Regions from separate parts of the Zea mays genome. Here regions 2 and 3 are each linked to region 1. Evidence: chromatin contacts called from public Hi-C data. All regions are on one chromosome and are shown on one strand. Each heading gives the region's core, a stretch centred on a gene start, on an enhancer-like site or on the middle of the called end of the contact. The rest is flanking DNA. Distances are from core to core; before and after follow the strand shown. Region 1 holds the start of LOC100193680. Region 2 has its middle 88 kb from the start of LOC100283794. Region 3 holds the start of LOC100283794.

Evidence for each region. A called contact is a pair of places that touch in the nucleus more often than the background predicts.
Region 2: a Hi-C map of leaf shows a contact between it and region 1, with 5 times the contacts expected there. The contact joins the enhancer-like site here to the promoter of LOC100193680 in region 1. A contact is called at or near these places in 3 of 25 Hi-C or Micro-C datasets (ear, leaf and tassel).
Region 3: a Hi-C map of ear shows a contact between it and region 1, with 1.9 times the contacts expected there. The contact joins the promoter of LOC100283794 here to the promoter of LOC100193680 in region 1. A contact is called at or near these places in 6 of 25 Hi-C or Micro-C datasets (ear, leaf and tassel).

The regions. Positions count from the first base shown.
Region 1 is chr3:133,541,292-133,544,769 of Zm-B73-REFERENCE-NAM-5.0, reverse strand. LOC100193680 reads left to right here and starts at 1,807. Exons shown (of 2, transcript NM_001175465.1): 1 at 1,807-2,424; 2 at 3,304-3,478. The coding sequence starts at 1,867. The coding sequence ends at 2,364. It overlaps LOC109944838 (a long non-coding RNA gene), which reads right to left and starts at 3,377. Exons shown (of 4, transcript XR_002268078.1): 1 at 3,291-3,377.
Region 2 is chr3:133,054,203-133,057,680 of Zm-B73-REFERENCE-NAM-5.0, reverse strand. No RefSeq gene overlaps it. Among protein-coding and RNA genes, the nearest start is that of LOC100283794, 88 kb to the left of the region's middle. Within about 2 kb of position 1,845, at least 8 of the 20 cell types and tissues checked have an H3K27ac peak or open chromatin away from gene starts, as enhancers often do. A contact at or near this core is called in ear and leaf, where this site is marked.
Region 3 is chr3:133,142,320-133,145,797 of Zm-B73-REFERENCE-NAM-5.0, reverse strand. LOC100283794 reads left to right here and starts at 1,856. Exons shown (of 2, transcript NM_001369886.1): 1 at 1,856-2,059; 2 at 2,179-2,921. The coding sequence starts at 1,914. The coding sequence ends at 2,662.

The DNA.
Region 1 (3,478 bases), core at 558-3,057:
CACGTGGATGTTGAGCTGCCTCTTCTGTCCATCACCAGAGTCTACCTCCATGAACCTAGACGATTTACACTTCGGACAGTACTTTGCCTCCACGTATTCTTTCAGAATTGACATGCAGCCCTTCAAAAAAGCATGTATCTACTTATACATCATCTTAAATGCACGAAAGAGTTTTTTTGCCTCATACATGCTCTTTGGCAGATCACGGTCCTCTAAAAGTAGGCTACCAATAACTGTCAACAAACCATCGAAGGCATCTCGACTAATGTTGTACTACGACTTGAGCGCCATTATATGTCCAATGGCATCCAGTTGAGAAACCTTTGTCTTACCATGAAGGAGTTTCTGTGTTGCGTCAAACATGTCATAGAACGCCTTTACAGTCGCCTCTGGCTCATCTGCCATACGTCCTTCGGCGAACCATGTCTCGTGATAGTCGTTCAACATGTCTGCTACTCTGACATCAGCATCACAATCCTCGACGCGTTCTCTCACCACCTCCTCTCTCGTACGATGCGCTTCACCATGAAAGATCCACCAAGTATAGTCCGGAGTAAATCCATTCTTCAAATATGTTCTACCATGACCTTCTTTTTTTTCCTGTTGGCACATTTGCTGCACGGACATGGGACTAGACTCACTCCTTTAGCAGCTTCGCCAAATGTTCGTTCCACGAAAGCATCAATCTTTCTAATCCATTCAGGGGTGACATCATTCCTTCCTACTCGTCCCATGTACATCTACTCACGGTCCTCCATCCTCTAACATATATAACCGAGTGTAGTTTAATATAAACATGTAATGCATGTACACTACGTTTGTACCTTCTAATAGGTGAGGATATGTCCTAATCCCACCCGCGGTTGCGTAGATGGGGTTAGTTTCCCTGCTCTACCCCGATCCGAGACAAAATTTCGGCAGCACCTCCCCACTGTTCACCGGAGATACGTCCTGGCAGGGAGCGCACTGTTTGGAGAATAACAGGGAGGTGACGCTGTTCAGAGAATAACAGGGAGGTGACGCTGAAACTTCTGTCTCGGACCAAAGTACAGCATGGAAATTAATCTTGTCTATGCAACTGCGGGCTGTCCAAAAAACGTGGACAATTCGAAATAGATACATTTGTAGATATGCAAAGATCTACATATCTACATCGTATCTCTTTCGAACGGGAGACGCATTGGGTTACATGATCTACGACAATGATGCAGAAACAGAGGTTATATCTAGGGTGGCGGTGGATTCAGGCTAGCGGGATTATGCTAGGTCGGTGCAGTGGCGATGCGATGCGGTGCAGGCAAACCCGCAACGGCTAGGAAGACCTCTACAAAAAAATAAACAAGCATGTCAACAAAAAAATTCGGCAACACTACCTCTGCACGGGGAGGTTTCCAAAACGTGCAAATAAAAGTAATAGGATGACAGTTGACATCCACACATATACAACAAACGACACGATGGCCATCAATCACATATATATTATTAATCGGTGCAGAAGAATATATCCAACCACATCAACTACTTGAATTAATTAAGGTACAAAGTAAAATAAAAAACTTTTCATTTGAGCACATTTGTTGATACGGATAGACCAAAGTCTTATGCTACAAATGTAACCTAATTTGTACTAATTTCCTATATATTAAAGCCGGAAGGAAACGTGGCCTGATATGCGTCCACGTCATCCTTTTTACTCTCAGCCATACGATTCAGATCCAATGGACGCGAGCTATCCTCCTCCTTCCACCTGTCTCCGCACAAAAGAAAAAAAATTCTTGGGTCTCCACGCTACCAGAGCCTTCCAGGCGAAGACGACATCGGGAGATTTGCGCTCTCTCTTGCTATGGCGCTTCCTCCCCCTCTGAGATGTGCTTGCGCTGGCGCCACGCCCGCGTGAATGGCCTCGCCGCCGCTTCTCGCGCTCGCACGTGCTACTGTGTCTGCGCGCCTCTCCCTGCGTTCAAGCACGCCGCCTCTTCTCCCACCCCGTCGCCCCTGCGCCGTGGTGGCTCCCGTGGTCGCACTCGCATCTCTCTCGCCGCAGCGCTTTCTCTCCTCCCGAGATCCCTCTCCTCGTGCTCGCCGCCACGCCCGGGTGAACGCCCTCGCTGCCGCTTCTTGCACTCCCCGCGCGCCTCTCCTCGCTTTCGCCCAAGCCGCCTCCTCTCCCTCTCCGTCGCCCATAATCAAGCGAGACTGCGTGCAGGGGTGCATGCTGCACGCGGTGGCGACGAGCTACGGCACGACCGCGACGTCGCGAATGACTCCGAGTTCCGTTCGTGGGGTGCAGGCTCACCGGCTCCGCATGCTGTAATTGGGCAAAGCGTGGGGACGCTACGCTCGGGTGGTCTACTTCAATCTTAGCGCCCAGCGACATCGTCGTGCACCAGGGCTGGAGCGACTAGGCGACCGGTCCAGAACGAAGTGAGTAGCGCTTCCTTCTCTCTTGTACAGTTGTACCATTCCATCCTGTGTGTTACCTTCACTGTAGCTGTCAACTTGGTGAAGGTGATGATGAGATTCTAAGAAGTAGGTACGTGCTTGCCTAGCAGGTCAGCCTCATCGAACGGTCTTCAACTACTGGCAAATGCAACGCCGTTAGTTGCCGCATGTGACTACTCGCAAATCAGATGGTAAACACGAGTAAATTAAATAGTAGGATTACTTTACGGCATGTATAAATAGCACATAGTGCATGACGAGGTGCAGCAGTAGCAGCATGATGCCAACAACTGCACTCTGGTTTCTTATTTTCCAGCTGGATCTTGCACGCACATCTAATTTGTCTTTTTTTTGGCTGGAATTTCCTTCCTGTCTATACATGTAGTATGTCGATTATGTTGTCTTCCTATTTTTTATTTACTACTAATAGTTGTATCACAGAAGTCCCATTCTTCTCTACTCCTTTATCTAATTTACTGTTTTTTTGTCTTAGTTGATCCAATTAGACCATTTTGTTATGTGTATATGCAATGATTCTATCTCTTTTAGGATTATGTAATGCTAGGAACTGATGTTACATTTTTTGCCAACTTCTAATTGTGTTCTTGGTTATGGATTTATGGTGGAAGCATAATCGTTTGTTTCATACCTAATGATAAGAATAATAATAACCTTTACCATTAACATTTTTCTCAAAATCTAGCACAGTGCCACCAGCCCACCACGCGCGCCTGGGCGCGCGCTAGATACTAGTATCATATGAGGATTATGAGCTATACCAACCAAACAAACATTAACCGGCAATGCATGATTCATTAACTAGCTAATCTAAACACACGGATTTTCACCTTCGATGGTCAGTGTAGGAGAGGGGCGAGCGGATCACGAGTTGCTGGAGCCGGGGAGGAAGAAGCGGGCATGAGCTTGGAGGGGACGAGGAACCAAGGCCAGCACCAAGGCGCGGGGCGGCGCTAGGGTTGGACGGTGCTGGGTGGCGGCGGTGGTGGCGCGGGGCGGGGCAGCGACGAAGTTGGTT
Region 2 (3,478 bases), core at 596-3,095, 490 kb after region 1:
GGCTTGTAAGTTTGGCTAAGAAACCTTGCCCTAAAGCTATAAGGAACTAGGAGAAAAAGTGATCCAAAGTGGGGCTGACATATTTCTGAATTTCAGACTGGAACAGTAAACTGAATCTGAGTTTCAGTGTTATTAGTGCAGTTTTGGAGCTTCTTTGTGACCAATCTATAATGTTTTAGACCAAAGTTTTTGTAGTAAGTTGGTAGAACATAAGAAATTAAGCAAGTATCTTGCGGGGTGTTCGACCTGGTTATGCACAAAAATGTGAATAAAATTCCCCAAAACATGGCTTGACAGACTGTTGGTCTGTGAGTTTCAGTTAACTGAAACTTGGTTTCAATGTCCCGTGCTCAACTTTGGAGCACTAAAACCTGTGATCTATGCGTTTTTGGCCTTGGATTGCTGCAAAAACTTGAAGAGCAACAGTTAGTGAGCAAGTTAACTGTAGCAAGTTGTGCTTGGTATTGTACAAGAATTGGAGTAAAGTGCTCTAAAACTCTGGCTGTCAGACTGTTACAATCTGTGTCAGTTTCAGCCAACTGAAAGTGGGTTTTAAGAGTATGTGCTTGACTTTGGAGCCCTATAGCTTGTGATTCATGTACTTTTGGCTTGGGGATGTTATATCAAACATAGAGAGCTATATATGGTGAACAAGTTCGGTGTGTTAGTGTTGGCCTGTCCTTATCTAGAAGTGTGAGAACAAGGGCCCTGAACTTTGGACTGCAGTCGACCTTATGAAGTTGAAAACTGAGTGGCAAATATCTGAGAAAGATCTCAGTCCACTACCCTTTTTCCAGGTGGTTCTGGGTAAATTGCCGATAAGCACAGCTCTACCTTGGGGAGGGGGTAACCTGAGATTGTTCACAGCCCAAGGATAGGACTGGGGATCCTGTGATTCAGCTGCCTGCCCTACTTGATGGTGTGCTGACCCAGTGATATTGGTCACCCCTGCTGCCTCCTTGTGCTTTGCCCTTACGTGGTGGTCATGCGGTAGAGTTGTGGAACGTGCTAGCTTGTGTTTTCACCTGTGTTAAGTCCCAGCAAAGCCACAGGTAGCCTGCTACTTTATGGTGCCTTGCCATGGCTGTTTGAAGCAAAAACTGAGCCTTGCTATGTTCCCGTTGCTCCCATGGTCTGCTCACCGTGCCTAACCTTTCCTCTACTCCTAGGTTAAACCATCAGCCTCACCGGCCAGTCCTCTTGTTGCTTTGTTAAGGCCTGAACACGAACTTCTTTCTGAAAGTAATTGACCACGCTGGCCCTTTTGACCCCCTCATCGAGGCCGGCTCATCTCGAGGTATCCCTCGGTCAATACGTGTATGTTCCGTGATCACCATGTGTCCGAGATGCTCTCTGATCTTTCCATTTGAAATCTACCTGCCATATTTGATCAGAACGAGGGTTCGCCGTCTCTAGTCATCACCGTGAGTCACCTTCTCATCGACCGACCAACCTGGATTTTCTCTGTCCATATTTGCATGATCATTGTGATCTTGGAGAGTCATTGTTACTCCCAATGTGCCTCTCCTTTGAACTCTACCGCACCGGATGATTCGAGCGGGCTCATTGGACTTGGAACTCCGGTGATGCCGTGTTATTCCGAGTGCTGTTGATCGTGCTTTTGCTGGGATCTGGTTTGTAGTGATCTAGGACATGTTGTAGTGGTGGATTAAGGTCTTCCCAAGGTCCGTGTCGCCGTATCCATGCTTCTCTGGCCGCCGATGTCGTCGGCAGTGCTCTGGGGGTGTGTTTTAATAAATAGAAAGGAGTCGAGGGTTCACAGTGTAGATTCTTGATTATTTAGTTATTTTTCTATGAGAGCTTTTGTGCAAACCGTGCATCACAATCGTGGACCTCCCGAGCTGCGCGCATTTTCCTCCGTGGCTGGGCCTGTGTGGGCCGATTTCGGCCCAATTCTATTCACAGTTTTTCCTTTTCTTTTATTCTGCAACTTGGAAAATGTTCCAAATATCATAGAAATATATAAAAATTGTGAAACCAATTTTATTGACTTAATAAAATTTTTAATATTATTTTACAATTAGTTTTAGTATTTTTAAAGCCAATAATAAATTTTAGATAATTAAAATGTGCTCTTAGAATGCTTATATGAATTTTAGTAATAAAATTCAAGTTCTAAAAATTATGATTTTTTGGGGGTAAACTTATAAGGTCTATTTGAGTGGCTGGTTAAATTTTGAACCTGTTTTTAATTTTTTTGCTAAGGAACCTGATGCTAGCTAAAAGTAGAGTTTTAATCCTTAATGCTTAGTATAAGTATATGTTTAAAAGGGGTTAGACAATGTAGTTTGTTGGTATGAAAGGTTTTGTAAGTTCAAATATGTTTAGCTCTCTGGTTTTTCATAGTAGATTCAGTTTGGTTGCTTTCATCAAATCTTATGTTATGTAGATTTATATATACTTGTCTTATGCTTCTTTTAGTGGTATCTATGCTTCCCCATCTCTCCCTTGTGAGAGTTTGCATTTCATGTCATTACATACGCATTCATGTAATTGTAATTGACTTGTAGAACACCTAGAAGAAGTGGAAGTTGAAGTGGAATAGGAATCAGCTCCTCAATCTGAAGGTCCTTCTAAGGGTCCTCCTGAAGGTGCTCATGTGGGCTTCATAGCTAGGTGCGATATTTTGGTAGAAGAGCCTGACTCTCCTCCTCAAGAATGCAAGAGTTGAGTGATTAAACCTTTGTTGCATGACTTCTCCTTGGAATATTGATTACCATCCTTGACACCAATTTTACAAAGTTTATAAATGCTTAGTTATGGTTATAGATTATGAACAAAAATGTTTTGAACTATGAATCATGTTCTACAAAAGAAAAAGGGTTTGGATGATGAAGGTATCATAGGCTTTGATGAATTCATCATTCAAGCATGGTAACTTTTATAGGTACATGTTTTGAGAAATAGTTTAAAATGAGACCGCACGTTGAGCTGTAAAATTCGCCCGTCTGTGTCATTTAAGGACCGCTCCGATTGTTGGCCTGTTGATCTAGAACCTTTTAGCTGGTCACATGTCTCATCATGGGTAAGCTTTGTCTCGTCTAGACCAATACTAGAAAGGCTGGCCCAAACTAGGGTGGAGAGATGGCGATAGTATCGTGTATCCACCTGGCAAGACGTTGGATGGTGGGGTACTGTTTTCTTAGGTGGCAGGGACCAGTTCTGGTCTTAAGAAACCCAAGTGCGGGTTGACATATGTAGGGGTTAAGTTCTACATATGTCTTGTGGATGGAGATCACCAGCTGGGTATTAATCAATTCGAATCACCGTTACTTCTTGAATATGAAGACTAGATCTTCGACCCTCATCGTAGTAAAAAGTATAACCAAGTTTTGAATAATAGAAAGCTAGTGTAGACCAAGTGAATGAACTAGATTAGATGAATCTAGATCCAGGAAATAACTTAACTGGTGAAATAAAATTTGGCTTAAGGATCAAGTAATAGTAAGCTTTTACA
Region 3 (3,478 bases), core at 607-3,106, 400 kb after region 1:
TAGCCAAAACGCCTCTTTGCCTAGCTAGTGTCCTAGACTGGCAATAGGTAAATATGTTCTTTGTCAAGTGTCAAAGAAGAACACTAGGCAAATAATTTCCTATGTCGAGTGCCTCTTTCCGACAATAGACAAAGAGCTTCTTTACGAATGCTTTTTCTACACTAGACAAATAGCTTTTTTGTCGAATGCTTTTTTTCGACACAAGGCAAAGAGCTTTGCGAATGTTTTTTGACAATTGGCAAAGACAAATTTCAAATCGTATTTTGAAGCAGTAAATTAATCCAAATGAAAAGGTTTTTTGCTACAAAGTTGTATAACTTATAGAGATGTACAATTTTTGCCTTTGGTCATTTTTTCATATAACAAAATAAAAGTAAATTTGTTCACAAATCTTATATATCTTTCTTGTAATTTCATAAACTATAAGAGAGATGTATATCTTGAAGATGTACATCTCATGCTCCACTCAGGGGCCCAGTGCCGGCTATGGTGGCCTGCATTGGCAGCACAATCTTGAAAATGTGGAGGTGACAGTGAGGGTACGTGCTTGATCAGCCCTGTAGGGAGACAGGGTAGTGGGGTGGCATAGTTCTCCCGGCGTCGATGAGGGAGGAGGACCAGGTCGTGCTCCTCTCAGAGGACTAGAGATGGCGATGCGATGACCGACCGTGGCGACATGACCTTGAAGTCTAGGAGGCGACGAGGGACCAGGGGAGCCAGATCCATTGAAGCCAGCACCCACCGCACCCAACAGCGACCGGAGTCGGATCCATTGAAACCCTAGGATGCAATATGTCATTACTTGAGTCATTGGGTAAACCCTAAACTTACTAGCTAAAATCGAATGTCATCTCACGTAAGGATCTTCTCGTTTTAATCTCAATCTACATAGATTGGAGGGGATTGAACGAGTTTAAATTTCGAGGTTCAAAATCCCTTCTAATCCCTCACAGTCACTGTTGACGCCGATCTAGGTGCCAAACACTAGAGATGAACCGCTGGCGGTGCTCTCTACAGAGGAGAAGACGGTCTGCGGCATAGGGATGGATGGTACGCGACACAGGGATGGACCGTCCGCGACCTAGGCGCAGGAGCGGCTCCTCCTCTGCGTACGTCTGAACGGTCCACGCTTGGGACTCGATCGGTCCGCGATGGTGCAGAGGGTCGTCTTCTTCGCAGCAGACCTAGATCTCGCCTTCCGAGAGAGACCCTGTCGAGGAGGAGAGATCCTAGGGTGTGTCTTGGCGTTGCCAGGCCACCCAAGACAACTCTAGTCGACGTAAAGCCAAAGAGAGGTGAAGATTCAATGTAGATGAAGACTAAATTAGGGCTAAACTATGGCTACTCCTAACGCATAAGGTAAAAACGAGAAGTATAGTTGATTAGATCGATTGTGGAGGTTCAGTCGGATGTAACCCTTCATCTATATAAAGGGATGAGGTCTGAACCCGTTACAAGTCGATTCACAAGTTAACCCCGCAGATTTCGCTAACAAATCTCGCTAAAAATCCGGAACTCTAACTGATTCTGTGCACGGGCGAAACGTCTAGACCGCAGACTGTCCGGTCTATAGGGTCGGACCGTCCGGTGGCACTTTAAGTGCTCAACGGTCCCCTTTAATCATCATCCAAGTGGAATAACTGAATAAGGCCTAATAAGTTTTGTGACGAGGTTGAATTAGAATATATAGCATCCTCAGCCCCATATTGAAATTTTGAGTACAGGTGTGACAATTAAGCAATCCGCTCTATTGGGAGAAGACAAAATATGTAGTGAATACTATATATGAATCCATGGTGGCGTGGCCTTGTGGCCAATCGTTATATATAGAGAGGTTTGTATGCAAGCATAGATCAAAATTGGGGAGAGGAGCGAGAGAGAACGACCGAAACAGAGAGATAATCCAGAGAGAGATGGCAAACTGTTTTGGTGACATCGTGGACAATTACAAGTTAGATACAATGCCAAGATATGTCGGCAAAACGAAGACTCGAGAAGACCGGGCACGAGAGGCCTCCTATCTCAATAATGAGAATGAAAAGTCCAAGAAGGCTAAAGAGTGCGTGTGTATAATTATATAGTGTTTTTTCTCTCTCTAATGCATACGCGTGTCTTTTATAATCGAGGACGATCTTCTATGTATATAATTTGTTAATACACTGGCATGCATATATTCAGCTATGTGAACATGCTGAAGGACTGGTACGGCAATGGAGCGTCGACGCTGTGCGTGATCTACAACCAGACGGGCGGAACCCTGCGGTACATCGACGACAAGGACTGGCTGGGCTACCCGGGGCCGACGCCCTACCCGACGGAGATCGGGAACGGGCAGTGGGCGTCCTTCCTCCACGTCCACAAAACCGGCGCCGCGTCGGGGTCCATGGCCGCCGTCGTCTACCGCGGCAAGGACGGCGGCGGCTCCGAGCGCGACTTCGCAATGGCCTGGAGCACCCCCTGGGGCGCCTCCAAGAACAGGGCCTACTGCGAGATCGGCAGCGTCGGCTCCTTCCAGTCGCAGTGGGACAAGCTCTACACCAATCTCAACAAGGCCGGGTACACCACCAACGCCAGTAGTACCCACTCGTCTATTTCTGCAGCCACTGCCAAGGGCAGCTCCCCCGACTTCAAAGCATACGTCAAGATCCCTTACAGTGCATGATGTCGGTCGATGCTGTCAAATCCGATCCATCATGGCATCGTTCTGTTTGTACTACTTCTTCCTCCAATTAATAATCGTATAGCAGCTTGAAATAATATTGCATGCATTCAAGCATGATGCAAATTAGAAATAATATACCAATAGCAGCAGCAGCAGTAGCCTCTACACTGCTGCCATTGTAATATGGAATAAGAGAGTTCTAGTGCTTTGGTCACTCGCTTGTAAGGTAATTAGTAATGTTTGAGCTAGAGTTTCTCCGGCCGAAAGTGAAAACCTTATATAACCTTGTTGGTGAGAATGATTCACAACAGTAAAGGCAATAATCTTTGGACATCTCCTCTATATGCTCGTGCTATTACTATCTTATACTCTTTTGCTACAATTGTGGTGTACTTGTCGTTGTGAAACACCCACATTTCATAATCTACCACGAAACCATTTTGACATATATAGGTGTTGTTAACTCATTGTGATGTTAAATAACTTTGCATTTTGATAGTTGTTGCATGGACACCAGATCTTATTGATAGTCGACAAAGAAATGGCATGACTGATAAAATTGTTAGTCTTAGCAATCCATTTAACTCAGTGAGCATAACTTTTATTCCAACCATCATACGTCCACAGGTGATCCTTTGCCATATTTGAGGCTTTAAAACAATGCAAGTTATGCAATGATGAGCGTTATAAACATTTTCTATAGGTAAGAATATTATTCTAAACCCACATGAGTCATCAACATAGCGCAGATTTATAACGAGCTTATAGGGTTCGAACGAAATTTCAACAACATAACCTACATCAACTGCCTAGAAA